4 separate regions of the Mus musculus genome follow, and all the other regions are linked to region 3. A link is a contact called in public HiChIP or PLAC-seq and promoter capture Hi-C data. All regions are on one chromosome and are shown on one strand. The core of a region is the stretch at or near the end of the contact, and the rest is flanking DNA. Distances in the headings are between cores, read along the strand shown. Region 1 holds the start of Ncf4 (neutrophil cytosolic factor 4). Region 2 holds the start of Ift27 (intraflagellar transport 27). Region 3 holds the start of Cyth4 (cytohesin 4). Region 4 holds the start of Pdxp (pyridoxal (pyridoxine, vitamin B6) phosphatase).

Region 1 (3,088 bases), core at 232-2,731, 350 kb after region 3:
CTGAGCCCTGATAGTCCTTACAGGCACCATCTGAACTCTGCACCCCAAGAAACAAGAAGGGACCCAAGCTTCTAGTGGCTACAGTTTCTAGAAGATTCAAGTTTGCATGTCTGTCAGTCTCCTAGGAGAACTTGGGGGTGAGAAAGGCTGGAGTCATATTATGCAGCCTTACTTAGCACCCCAGTAACACTCTCTATAGCTATGGAAGGACCCCCACCCAACACTAACTCTTGTTACAGACAAACCTCCTCTGACCTTTGACCTACAGGAATCCCATCCCCTTTTCCAGATCCCACGAGTGCTTTGCTCACACCTGGGTCTTGTCAGTCAGACCTGTTCTGGTGACTCTCAAGCAGTTCACATGGACACTTGGCTTCCTAACGTTGCTTTCTGCTTGATCCAGGGGACGGTTCTGTCATTTGGGTCTCCACATGCAGATGGGAACACAGGGCTGTCTCCATAAGAGACACTGAGCAAGTGCTGACTGAATGAGGTGGCCGGGCTTGGGGCCATCAGGTCTCCTTGTCCCTACCTGTATAATGTCAGCATTGTCCAAGATAGATCTGGGTCATTTTTGAGCTCTTAGCAGATGTAGTGAGCTCTCAGTGTGTCCCAGGGCTGTTCGGCCTCCCAGAGACACAACTGTGATCCAAAAAACTAAAACACCCTCAGAGCAGGCAGAGCAAAGACCCGGCCCCCAACATTGTGCCAAGCATCTAAGACCTGTTCAGGACAAGGAAGTGGAGTGAGGGGTCAGACGGCAGAGCCTGGGCTATCTGAACCTAAAGATAGGAAAACGCAGAGGCCAGTTTCAGTCTGAAGGGCAGATGGAAGAGCCGCTCCTGATTGCAGTGTGGAACCAGGAACCCAGAACCCAAGCCTAGCACCCAGGACACCTCTGCTCCCAGGCTCTGCCACCCACTCACCCTGTGGTCCTTGGCCACATCCAAGCCACTCCCCATTCTGAGCCTTAGGCTTCTTACTGGTGCATAACACTGCCGACCTACTAAGTCAAGGTTCTAGAAACATCTGCTGGAGCATGCAGCTCCTGCAGTATCATTCAGCAAGACCTTCAAATTTGACTCTGTGCTGATCCACTGATATCAGGTGACAGGAGGGACAGCCTCTTACTTCCCCATACCCACCCCCCAGGCCTATTGGGATCATTGAGAAAGCCTGGCAGGGAATAGAGGCACACTCTCACCTCTCTGATCGCAGCTGCTGGGCCAGGGCCATGGCTGTGGGTAGTCAGAAAAGCAGATGGATGGGGGCCTTGCCCAACCAGATCCAGGCCGAGTTCACCTCTCACTTCCTCCTATGTGCATCTGAGAGCTTCCTGAAGCTTGGGGTGTCCCCAGGGGCAGCCTTTGAGGAGGTCCCGCCCTGCCCAGCTTCTCTGGACCCTCCTTGAAGTACCTCCTTCAGGCTTTGAGCTGCCTGGCCCTCACACGTCTTCTCAGCCACTTCCCAGCTGCACAGCAGTTGAGGAAGTGGCACCCTTGGGTGCTGGGCTTGCGTGAGGCCACTGGCTTTGGGGATTTCCTCAGTGCCTGTCTCTGGTGCTGAGCTCCACCCACCATAGAGCAGTTTTAGCCCTGGGTAGTCCATCAAGGACACTTGTGGACTTCCTCCTCAGGCTTCTTCCTGAATCCCTTTCTCAAGCATCCAAGACCTGCCATTCATTCCTAAGGTCTGGTGGAGATAGTGCTTTTTCCAGGAAGCTCTCCTGGTCCCCCTCCCTCTTATACTAGGAAGTCATTGTTTTATGCCCCATCTGGGGCTCTGGGCTCTGAGATACCACATTCAGCTCTCCCAGAGCTTCCATCCACACAGAGGCTCTCCTTACAATCTGCCTCCACCTCCCTACTCAGCTCTCAGAAAAGCCCCAAGCCCCCGCTGCTGGCTTCAGAATCCCCAAGGCCCCGTGGGCTGCCTGCTCTCCCAATCTCTCTTCCCTCATTGCCACCACATTCCCAATGCTCCTCTCCTATCTCCTGTAGGTCTCAGCTCAGAAGCTGCCCTCTAAGAAACAAACCTGTCCTCACCAGACCCTCCCTGCCACTCTCCGGGCTTTTCCTGCGGCAAGCTCTCACCAGCGGGGTTCCCTACCCCAGTGTGTTCCAAACGTGTGTTTGTGTGTTAGGCTTCTTCCAGGCCAGCACTACGCTGCGGACACCCAGATTATGTGAGCAGAAGGAGGAAGTTCTTCGTCAGCTCCTTCTAATGCTTGGTTCTGTAGGGAGCTCTCCAAAGCCTACAGTGAGGATGGGCCCAGCAGCCCAGAGAATGTCCCCCAACCCCCAGCTCCACTTGATGGTATGCTAAGACAGAAGGAGAGATGGCAGCCTGCCCAGCCTGCCTGAATCAGGCTCCTATCTCCCCAACTTTGGAACGTGGCTGTGGGGACAGGGCTTTCCCCCTGAGGAATCTGGAACGGCCTATGTTTCTCACCTTAAATGGGGCTGGATTGGAAGCAGTCTCAGACTCCTCAGGATCTGGCTCCAAGAATATAGAATGTTTTAGGATCCTTACTTTAAAATGTCCCCCCTCCATCCTGTCACCCTGAAGGGATCTTCTGGCCCTGACCCAGCCCAGAGAGGATGAACCTAGAGCTCCCAGGATAGAGTCTGCCCAGTGAGAACTGCCCTCCCCGTGGCCAGGCAGGGCATGGGCTCCTGGGGAGACAGAAACGAGGATGAAGAAAGTCACAGGAGGGGACAGGAAAGTGGGAGAGGGACACTCCACCAGTGACTGCATGTTCATCAAGGCCTTTGCACTGCACAGATAGATCAGGGTGGTAGAGGAACGTAGAATGGACGGTCTGACCTACTCCCAGCACACAGAAGTACCGCAGTTCACAGAGTTAGCTCTTTTAAGCATACAAATCCCTGCTCAAGACAAGGAAAGGTGATCTGAGAGGTCTAAGACGAGCAGGAATTGTACCCATGACTGAGGATGGAGACTGATACCCAGGCCTAGGGAACGGCAAACACATGTGTTACTAAAGATGAGGCTCCAGTGACTGGCCAGAGACCAGATGCAGGTCACATGTCCCACTGCTGGCAGGAAGTCCACCTTGAGCTCTCAT
Region 2 (3,230 bases), core at 583-3,082, 420 kb after region 3:
TGTTCGAGATCAGAATCCTGGGACCCAGTAAACGTTGAGAAAGCAGCAGTGGGGTGGAGAACTTCCCCTGGCCAACCTACAGCAGCAGTGCTGAGCCAGCATGGTGGACACACACCCCACCACACTCCAAAGACGTGTGTGTGGAGAGCCTGGCTCCCAGAGCAGGGGGTGATCAGAACTAAGGCTTTTAGGGGAAGTGATGAATCTCTGACTTCATTCATCAGTGGACTACAGATCCATTGATGGGTACTGTCTTAGTTAGGGATTTTACTGCTGTGAACAGACACCATGACCAAGGCAAGTATTATAAGGACAATATTTAATTGGGGCTAGATTACAGGTTCCCAGGTTTAGTCCATTATCATCAAGGTGGAAGCAGGGCAGCATCCAGGCAGCCATGGTGCAGGAGGAGCTGAGAGTTCTACATCTTCATCTGAAGGCTGCTAGCGGTAGACTGACTTCCAGGCAGCTAGGATGAGAGTCTTAAAGCCCACACCCACAGTGACACTCCTACTCCAACAGGGCCACACCTTCTAATAGTGCCCCTCCCTGGGCAGAGCATATACAAACCATCACAGGTACCTAATGTGATGGGCTATGGGGAGGTGCCTGGGAAATGGAACCTAGTTGAAAGAGAATGTGACTTTGGGGGCATATCCTGGGAACTATTTCTTCCTTTCCCAACATGAGGTGGCTATATGCTTATATGCTGTTGTTGTTATGATGGTCAACCAAATGGCCAAACTAAACCTTTCCTCCTTTAAATAGTTTCTCTCCGGTGTTTTGCTACAGTAACAACGCCCCGATGCATGGACACTCGCCTACTTCCTGTACCCATGAGTTGGTTTCTATCTTCAGAGTTCCAGAGGTTACATGCCTTGCAGAGCCATATCCCACTTAGTGGCAAAGCAAGAGGGGCTCCCAGGAAAGTCAGGTGGCATTTACCCACCCTCCCCTCATGAGGGGCAACACCAGGATAGCATCCATTCACCCATAACAGAGGAATCCGACTGAGAGAGGCGTGTCCTCCCATCCATTAAGATATCACGTCAAATTAGGCCTATTTTAGATTTTAGTTTAATTTAACTGATACATAACATAAAGTGATATATAGTTACATATGGATATACTGTGTGAGTTTCCATCAGGACCTCGCTCTTTCCCCCTTCCGGAAGGTGCACAGCACGGGTGCTGTCCGCAGTTGTTTGCTGTGCAAGCATGCAGGGCCTTCCTGTCTTCCTCACTGCTCAACGTTGCACATTTTTCCCTCCCCGCTATTTCAGTTTTTAGGGTTCATAACATGCTTGGGCTTTAAAGATGGCATTTCGATTCTGGACGTGAAGCAAAGGTTAGGTCTCCAAATGTTCTTTGCACCCGGGGTCGGGGAAAGATACCAATAACATCCAGGACCCGCGACAGCAGCTTCCTTTACTGCGCAGGCGCCATTTCAGCGGCGTCACCCCTCTCAGTGTGGGCGAATCCATTCCCAGGAAGAAGGGGCAAGGTGCAGCGAATCCCAAACTCTTCGCGATGGTTAAAGCCATGCTCTGGCCAATCAGAAAGCCCCATTAATTCCCGCCTCCGGCTGCATCCTGGTTGGGCTGCGTCTCCAGAGACGCTAGGCGGTGCCCAGCGGTGATTGACAGCATCTAAAGCCATTGGCCAAGCTGAGAGCAGTTAAAGAGCAGAAACCTCTCCGCTTTGTTCCGCGAAGGGAACCGGTTTTCCCCGCCTCCTTCTTCTATTGGGTGCCTGGGGTCTCCGAGCTTTTGAGAGCAACCAATCAGGAGACAATATGGAGGGAGAAGGCGGGTTGATGATGGTTGCCAGGAGCCTGTTTGGCGCGACTCTTGGGACCAGAGGACTAGTGGTTGTGTCTCAACTCTTCTTTGGGCCGGGTCTAAGGCTGGACTTGGAACGGGTTCTGCTCCGCCCCACCGGAACCTTTGCAGGCTGCCTGGGGCCTGAAGCCCTCCGTCCACCCAACCCTAGCACCCGGGCCATCATCCATCCCTCCATCACGGCCTCAGGCCCTGGTGTCAGCTGTCCCCGAATCCTAACCCCCTTTCAGCGTCCCCCACCCCCACGTCTCCGCTAGTACCTGGTTACTATGGTGAAGCTAGCTGCCAAATGCATCCTGGCAGGTGAGTGCTATATGTGTTTGAACGCGTGGTCCCCAGAGCCCTAGCCGTCCTAACTCGGGCGGTTTTGGTTCACCATCGCGTCCACTCTCTGTCTCCCTTAGGAATGGCTGTAGTGACCAACAGCAGATTCTAGAAGGCGCGCGGGGCGGGGGAATGGGCTCCACAGGACACTCCCCCCACCCCTAGGGCACATTTGTAGATGCAGCTGTGTCCCGGTCTCCCTCCCATATTTTGAGACTACCTTCACCAGATAGACTTAACAAACTTGAGCGAAGTACAAGCATGGACTTGTCAGGGGTCAGCGTTGCTGGTCCCACTCACTCTGATGTCAGGAAGATGGGGTGGCGCATCTGAGAGCATTAACTTAGAGATTCCCCGGAAGTAAGATGTTTATTATTGTTGACTGTCAGGGAAATAGCCTGCACAGTGCCCAGAGTGTGGATGAGTATTATATAGATATATACAGAGTGATCTGGTGGTGCTCACACTCGTGGGCTTGCCTTGAGCCAGTCTGAACATTCGGAAGCCTATATGCTTAGCTTGTAGTCTGGTTGACAGCTGAGCACATGTGTCTACCGAGGCGACACTGCAGCCAGTGTCATGTGGGGGTATTTCATTTAACCCTTTTGCCACAGCGCCCCCAGGTAGCTTCTGTGATGTGACCTGATGTGACCGAAGCCCTGAGTGGTGTTGCCATGGGTGAACCCCCAGTGGAAGTCGTACACCCCATTCCCAGATTCGCCTGACTTCTGCCTGTGGGTCAGGAGTGTTGGCTACTTCTTATTGTGACAACTTACTGGACCGGAAGTTGGGAGTTTATTGTGCTCACGGGTCCAGAGGACTGCCCATCATGGTGAGGAAGGCATGGTGGCAAGACTGGGAGGCAGGCTGGCCACGTTAAGTCAACAGTCAGGAAATGGAGCATGAGCCTTGGCTCTCAGCTCTCTTTCTCCCTTTTATTCAGTCAGGGGCTCCAGCCTGTAGAGTGGTGCCACTCACCTTTGGGGGCGGGCCTTCCCGCCTTAATCTAAACTAGAACACTTCTTACAGGCATGTCCAGAGGCTTGTCTCTTCCGTGATTCTTCT
Region 3 (3,039 bases), core at 465-2,964:
CACCCTGGAATGTCAACCAGCTCCCCTTTGGCCATTTTGAAGCATGCCACGGGGCCGTTTGTAAAATGGATGAATAAATAATGAACAAACAGAATGATGGAGCAGTCCGTGGAGACCCTTTGCCTGGTCTCCCTTTGCCTTCTTGTTGGCCTTGAACCTCAGCCTAGTCCCTGTGTCTTTGTGGAACTTAACTCAACCGCCCCCCCCCCCCCCCACACACACAACACCCAAAGAGACAAGGGAGAGGTTATATTAAGGAGATCTTTGGTGGCCAGAGCCACAGCCTCTTCTTATATTATGTCCTGTCAAAGCCCCCTGTATCCCGACCATAAATAAATGGCTGTTGAAAGAGTCTGAGGGAGCCAGGTGCAGTGGTGGTGCACACCTTTAATCCCAGCACTTGGGAGGCAGAGGCAGGCAGGTCTCTGTGAGTTTGAGGCCAACCTGGTCTACAGAGCTAGTTCCAGGACAGTCAAGGCTACATGGAGAAACACTGTCTCCAAAAATCTAAAAATAAAGGGGGTGGGGATAAGAAAGAGAGAGAGAGAGAGAGAGAGAGAGAGAGAGAGAGAGAGAGAGAGAGAGAGAACAAACAAAAGAAAGGAAGGAAGGAAGAACCTGATCGGTTTCTGGAATACAGAACAAGGCATAGCATCTGGAGAATACCCAGCACCAGTGAGCAGGGCTCAGCACCAGTGGGCGGGGCTCAGCACCAGTGGGCGGGGCTCAGCACCAGTGGGCGGGGCCCAGTGCTGGTGGGTGGGGCCTGGCTGTTAAGGGTTAGGTATCATTTGGAGAATCTGTCACTCTGAACCAGTCATATAGACCTGGGGATCCAGACAGCCAGCAGCTGCAGTCCCTCAGAGCCCAGAACTCCAAGAGAACTCTCTGAGGGTACAGGGACATGGCTCCACCCACAGCCCTGCTCTCTGCTCCCTGAGAACCACACCAGCCTGTCCCTCCCATTTCCTTTTTCTCTGTCCCTCAGACCCACCGCCCTGGTTACTGAGTGAACAGGGCCTACTGTGCCAGGGCCTCATTGAATGAATGTTACTCCTTCAGGCAGTGTCCCCAGCCTCCATCAAACGTCACCAGACCCCAGGAGCTAAGAAGACTCTGTAGGGCCCTCACAGGGTCTAGGCAGGTGTCACCACCAACAATATCCACCTTCATCAGAAGTCATTCTTCCCAGGTCCCTTATGGGGGGCCTTCCCTCCTGAAAACTCTTCCTTGGAACTCCCAAGAACTCTGCTGAGCCGCGTCGGCCTGAGCACTCCCAATTCCTTCTTCCCTCGTCCTTGATCTCCTGTTTTATCTATCTTTTATCTCGTTTGTCATCATCCACCTCATAGTGCAGAGCCCAGGAGGTAAGCAACCACTCAGATGCCTGTGGGACCCCGAGGCCTGGAGTCTAGCCCGGTGCCTACCTCTGCACATGGAGTTTGAGGTTTTCTTTCCTGGCCTTCTGGGCACGGCTGCCCTTGATTCCCTGTTCTGCCGGAGGAAAGGACTGAGGCCCGTGGCTGGGACCTATCGCTTACCTGTGTGACACACATCCATTCTGAAGCCCAGGGGAAAGGTGGCCCAGCTGCTTGCCTTGCCAGCTCAGCTGCTGCTCTGGTGGGTAGCCAAGAGGACCAGTCATGGCCCCTTCCTGCCTGCCCCGCCCAGACCCTGTGGGAGGAAGTCAGCCCTGGCCACAGGGGTCTGTGCGCAGGCTCCTGACACAGAGCGCACTTCCTAAAGGCAGTTGAGTTTCACCAGTTAGCTCAGACCCTGGCATCTGAGTACTTGGAAAGTGGGGAAGCAGAAGGAAGACAGAGCTAGGGCAGGGGAGTGGGGGTGGGTGGATAAAGACAAACAGACAGACAGACAGACAGGTGGATTATGGGCCCCCACAAGCTCAGTCACAGGGGAAGAAGGTCCTAACGATGGACCTTCTCTGGGGGGCGCGGGTCTTTACCCAGCAACCTCTTTAAATATAAGCCAAAAGATTTCCCAGCTTCTAGGGTCCTCTCTGAACTCCCCTGAATCAAATCTCATTGGAGAAAAGACAAGTCATTCAGGGATGGGGGAGGGGCTTTGCTTTTTTTTTTTTTTTTAAAGAAATGCCCCCCCCCCCCCCCACGTCTCACAAAGTGTCTAATTTCCCTCTCTCCCCGGGCCGCTAGGAAACTCACCATCAAATCTGTACAATCCTTCCATGTGACTTTGTGGCCAGATCCAGTTGTTTGACCCTCAGCATCTCCACTCAGGCAGGTGTCACCACCAACAGGGTGCATGTGACTTCGGGCTAGTCAACCTATTACACCGAGTCTCATTTGGCTTGCGTCCGAAGAGAGTATGCACACTCAACCTTGGGAATGTAGAAAGAGCAGTGTAAGATTCTTGGAATGTAGTAGGTGTTCAAAAAATGATTTTCCTTTAGGCTTTAACTGCCCCCCCCCCAGCTGCCCCATTGTTGACTGCTTTGTTTCTCAGGCCTTTTCTGGTGAGTTGGTTCAGATCCTGCAGAGAAAAAGGGATGGCTGACAGAAACTTCAGTCAGAGGAGCGCTTACTCTTTGGAATTCAGGGCACATCCTGGCTCACTGATCTGTTTCCAATCTATTTAGAAGTCCAGTGAGGGCAAGGTCACATTTGTGTCCTAGTCTCTCGTAAAATGTGAGGAGAAAGGAGTGTTCAAGTGAGGATGAACTAATGAATGAGTGAATGAATGAATACACCCAGGGAAGATAGGCATGTAGTTCCTTCCTTGAGTGATGCAGACATTTCCGGCCTGGAGGTATAGGCCTGTCATCCTGGCTTCTTGGGAGACTGAGGCAGGAGGATTAAAAATTCAAGCCTGATCCAGTGAAAACCTGTCTTAAAATAAGAAACAAGAAGAGGGTTGGGGACATAGCTCATGGGTAGAGAGCTTGTCTAGCATAGCCAAGGCCCTGCACATGCACACGCACACACAGAAGTGGGGTGTGCCCCCCCCCCCACCGCCTGGAGTCTGAGCTCAACCCTGTGTCTTTGACCCAAAGTCTAGCTGAGA
Region 4 (2,775 bases), core at 266-2,765, 320 kb before region 3:
TTCCTGCAATACCACCCTGCAGAACCCCTGAATTTGGTATCAAGGACTATGTGAGCCAAAGGCTAGCAGAAGAGAGTGGCAGAGATATGTCCATGTCTCATCTGGAGGAACCAAACCTGTCTATAGCCATTCATCACTATCTGGTAAGTCTCTGATCCCTCCATCTCTTGGGGCTCATGCCAGAGGTCAGCGCTTCTGTTTAGGTACAGGCCTGAACAGCCTGGACTGCTCTTGGATGGGTGGATGGATGGATGGGGGGTCCCCAAAGGCCAAGTCAGGTTCCCCTGCTCTATGCTGTGTGTTCCCTGGCAGCTCACCTCCCTTAAGTACCAATTTCTTTAACTGTGAAATGGGCCAAAACTCTTATTTTTGAACTAATCTGGAAAGGAAATGAAGGCACCATTAAGGAGCTTCAGGAAGCTATTAATAAACTAGAGGGCTGGGTTCAAAAGCCTGGGGATAACCGACATGGTAAAGAACCCCACTGGAAACCAGGTTCCGAGGTTATGTAACTCACAGGGTTAACCAAACAGGGCCAGAACTGGAACTGAGGTCAAGCTCCACTACCTTCCAGTCTCCCCACTGGCCTAAGGTCAAGCTCCACTACCCCCTAGTTTCCCCACTACCCTGATTCTGGATGCGCGGATCCAGCTCTCCACCGGCATCATCCTTCCAGACCGCTTCGACAAACCCTCCTGCAAAGTGGGTGGGGCCAATGACAAAAGCCCAAGAGGCCGGTTCCAAATCTGTATCCCACCTGCAATTCCCTGAGCTACAGTGAGCCTAAGGTGGCTCGTGTGTCAAACTGGTCCTCGGCCACTATCCGACAGGCGGCAGCTGCAGGAATTCCGAAAAGCGCGTCAGGTCCCAGCACACATCCCCGCGCCCAGTCCCGTGCTCACCGGGGGTCCGGCTTCCGTCGCTGAGCGGGTGCCAAGGGTCGCGATCGGTGGCCACGAGCAGGCAGTCGGGGTCGCGCAGGTGCGCGCACGCCTCGGTCAACCTGGAGAAGGAAAACTGCTCGTCGTAGCCTACGAGCACGGCGCGCACGCGCGGGTCCTCGCCGGGGTCCCCCGCCAGGCGCAGCCCCGCGGCGCGCAGCTCAGCGCGCAGCCCCTCGCCTCCCAGCACGAACACTGCGCCCGATGCGTCGGGCGGCCCGGACAGCCGCTGGCGCAGGAGGCGCGCGGCACACAGCGCGGAGCTGAAGAGCTGCTCGGCGCGCAGCCCCGCGAAGCCCAGGCGGGCGAAGCGCAGCGCCAGCTCGGGCCGCGCGCGCCGGCTGTTGTTGCTCACGAACAGCGTGTTCTTGCCGGCCCGCGCCAGCCGCTGCAGCAGCTCAGGGGCGCCCGGCACGATGCGTTCGCCGTTCCACAGCACTCCGTCGCAGTCGAACAGGACTCCCTGCGCCTGGCCCAGCACGTCGCGCAGGGCCGCGCCGCGCAGCCGCTCGCAGCGCGCCATGCAGCCGGCTGGCCGCTCGCACGCGCGCGCTGCGCTCCCTCCGTGGACAAGGGGCAGCTTCACCAATTGGCGCGCAGAACGGGGAGGAGGCGGGGCTACGAACACAGGCTTCAGCCAATAGCGACTAGAATTTAGTCGAAGGTGCTGGCCGATCCCGAAGGAGCTCGGAGAAAGGGGCGGGACCGCGGGCGCCACTAGAAGGAGGCGACCAATGAAGAGACAGCCTGGTCTGCAGCGAATCGCCGTGCGCTTCCCAGCCAATTAAAAACGTAGGCCAGATGGTTGCTAGGAGAAAAACAGAGGCTGAGAGAGATGTTGTCTTCGGGCCACATCTTGTTGCCCTCGGAACCATTGAGGCTCATTAGAAACATGTGGATGTGATGGAGCCAGGGCTCCATCACCCGTGACTTCGCAAGCTGGCCTGGGCTCTTAGACCTGGTCAGTGATCCTTCTGGTCATCTGACTGTGCTGTGGAGTCTCCTGGGGAACTTGTTTTTTTTTTTTGTTGTTGTTGTTGTATAATTTCCGTTTAGTAAGATGTATACTTTATAGTTCGATGGCTTTAGATAAATGATTTTTAAAACACAGGTACAGGTCAGTGGAATGGTTCAGCAGATGATGGCAGTTTGCTGTCAAGGCTGAGGACCCGAGTTCCTTCTTCAGAAACCTCACGGTGGAGAGAACATACTCCTTCCAGTTGTTTTCTGACCTCCACACACACATCCACACAGATGAATGTTAAAACGTTCTAGCCGGGCGATGCGAACACATACATTTAATCCCAGCACTCAGAATCAGAGGTAGGAAGAGCTCTGATTTCCAAGCCAGCCTAGTCTACAGAGCAAGTACTAGGACCAAGGGTATTCAGAGAACCCTGTCTCAAAAAACAAAAAAACAAAACAAAAAAAAAACCCAATAAATAAATAAATAGATAATCAAACACATGGCTGTAAGACAGGAACCCAGAGATCTGATTTCATGTTTTATGTGTGTGGGGGCACTAGGCACTATTTTGATGGCCAGGCCCAATTGGTAACCCATTTTATTGATGGGGTGATCCCAACTGCCTAGGTCTCCATTTTGTAGACGGAAACCTTTTAATCTGTCAAGCCTTTGAATAACCAGTAATTCAAAGTATGGGGACCAGGGATGAACAGGGATCTGTACTGTCACAATATTTTGGTTCTAAGCAGAACTGTAGCTGTCTAACCCAGAGCAACTGAAGGGAAGAGACCGAAGAAAAACCGTGCCTTTGAGGCCCAACTATTTTCTGTTCTTTGTGCCTTTTGTAATGGGTTTCTTAGCCTAGAA

The links. HiChIP or PLAC-seq counts read pairs in DNA pulled down with a chosen protein or histone mark. Capture Hi-C pulls out chosen DNA fragments and counts their contacts.
Region 1: a contact with region 3 is called in a promoter capture Hi-C map of liver, with 3 times the contacts expected there. The contact joins the promoter of Ncf4 here to the promoter of Cyth4 in region 3. A contact is called at or near these places in 5 of 39 promoter capture datasets (the C10 cell line, cranial neural crest, liver and 1 more), 9 of 484 Hi-C or Micro-C datasets (the G1E-ER4 cell line, the HL-1 cell line, the N1E-115 cell line and 6 more), 5 of 115 datasets of contacts at active chromatin or transcription factors (the HPC-7 cell line, bone marrow-derived dendritic cells, bone marrow-derived macrophages and 2 more) and 3 of 9 other capture datasets (embryonic stem cells, liver and macrophages).
Region 2: an H3K4me3 HiChIP or PLAC-seq map of bone marrow-derived macrophages shows a contact between it and region 3, with 4 times the contacts expected there. The contact joins the promoter of Ift27 here to the promoter of Cyth4 in region 3. A contact is called at or near these places in 1 of 39 promoter capture datasets (hippocampal neurons), 7 of 484 Hi-C or Micro-C datasets (the G1E-ER4 cell line, the N1E-115 cell line, cortical neurons and 1 more), 2 of 115 datasets of contacts at active chromatin or transcription factors (bone marrow-derived macrophages and pancreatic cancer cells) and 2 of 9 other capture datasets (liver and pancreatic islet).
Region 4: a contact with region 3 is called in a promoter capture Hi-C map of liver. The contact joins the promoter of Pdxp here to the promoter of Cyth4 in region 3. A contact is called at or near these places in 1 of 484 Hi-C or Micro-C datasets (B cells), 2 of 115 datasets of contacts at active chromatin or transcription factors (embryonic midbrain and pancreatic cancer cells) and 3 of 9 other capture datasets (adipose tissue, liver and pancreatic islet).

Annotation. Positions count from the first base shown.
Region 1 is chr15:78,243,204-78,246,291 of GRCm38.p6, reverse strand. Ncf4 (neutrophil cytosolic factor 4) reads right to left here and starts at 1,481. Exons shown (of 10, transcript NM_008677.2): 1 at 1,205-1,481. The coding sequence starts at 1,236.
Region 2 is chr15:78,172,683-78,175,912 of GRCm38.p6, reverse strand. It overlaps Ift27 (intraflagellar transport 27), which reads left to right and starts at 1,832. Exons shown (of 7, transcript NM_025931.3): 1 at 1,832-2,144. The coding sequence starts at 2,111.
Region 3 is chr15:78,595,722-78,598,760 of GRCm38.p6, reverse strand. It overlaps Cyth4 (cytohesin 4), which reads right to left and starts at 1,714. Exons shown (of 13, transcript NM_028195.3): 1 at 1,542-1,714. The coding sequence starts at 1,560. It overlaps Gm52186 (a long non-coding RNA gene), which reads left to right. Exons shown (of 4, transcript XR_003951538.1): 4 at 1-195.
Region 4 is chr15:78,912,659-78,915,433 of GRCm38.p6, reverse strand. It overlaps Pdxp (pyridoxal (pyridoxine, vitamin B6) phosphatase), which reads right to left and starts at 1,515. Exons shown (of 2, transcript NM_020271.3): 1 at 903-1,515. The coding sequence starts at 1,464. Gm30368 (a long non-coding RNA gene) reads left to right here. Exons shown (of 6, transcript XR_003951546.1): 5 at 1-143.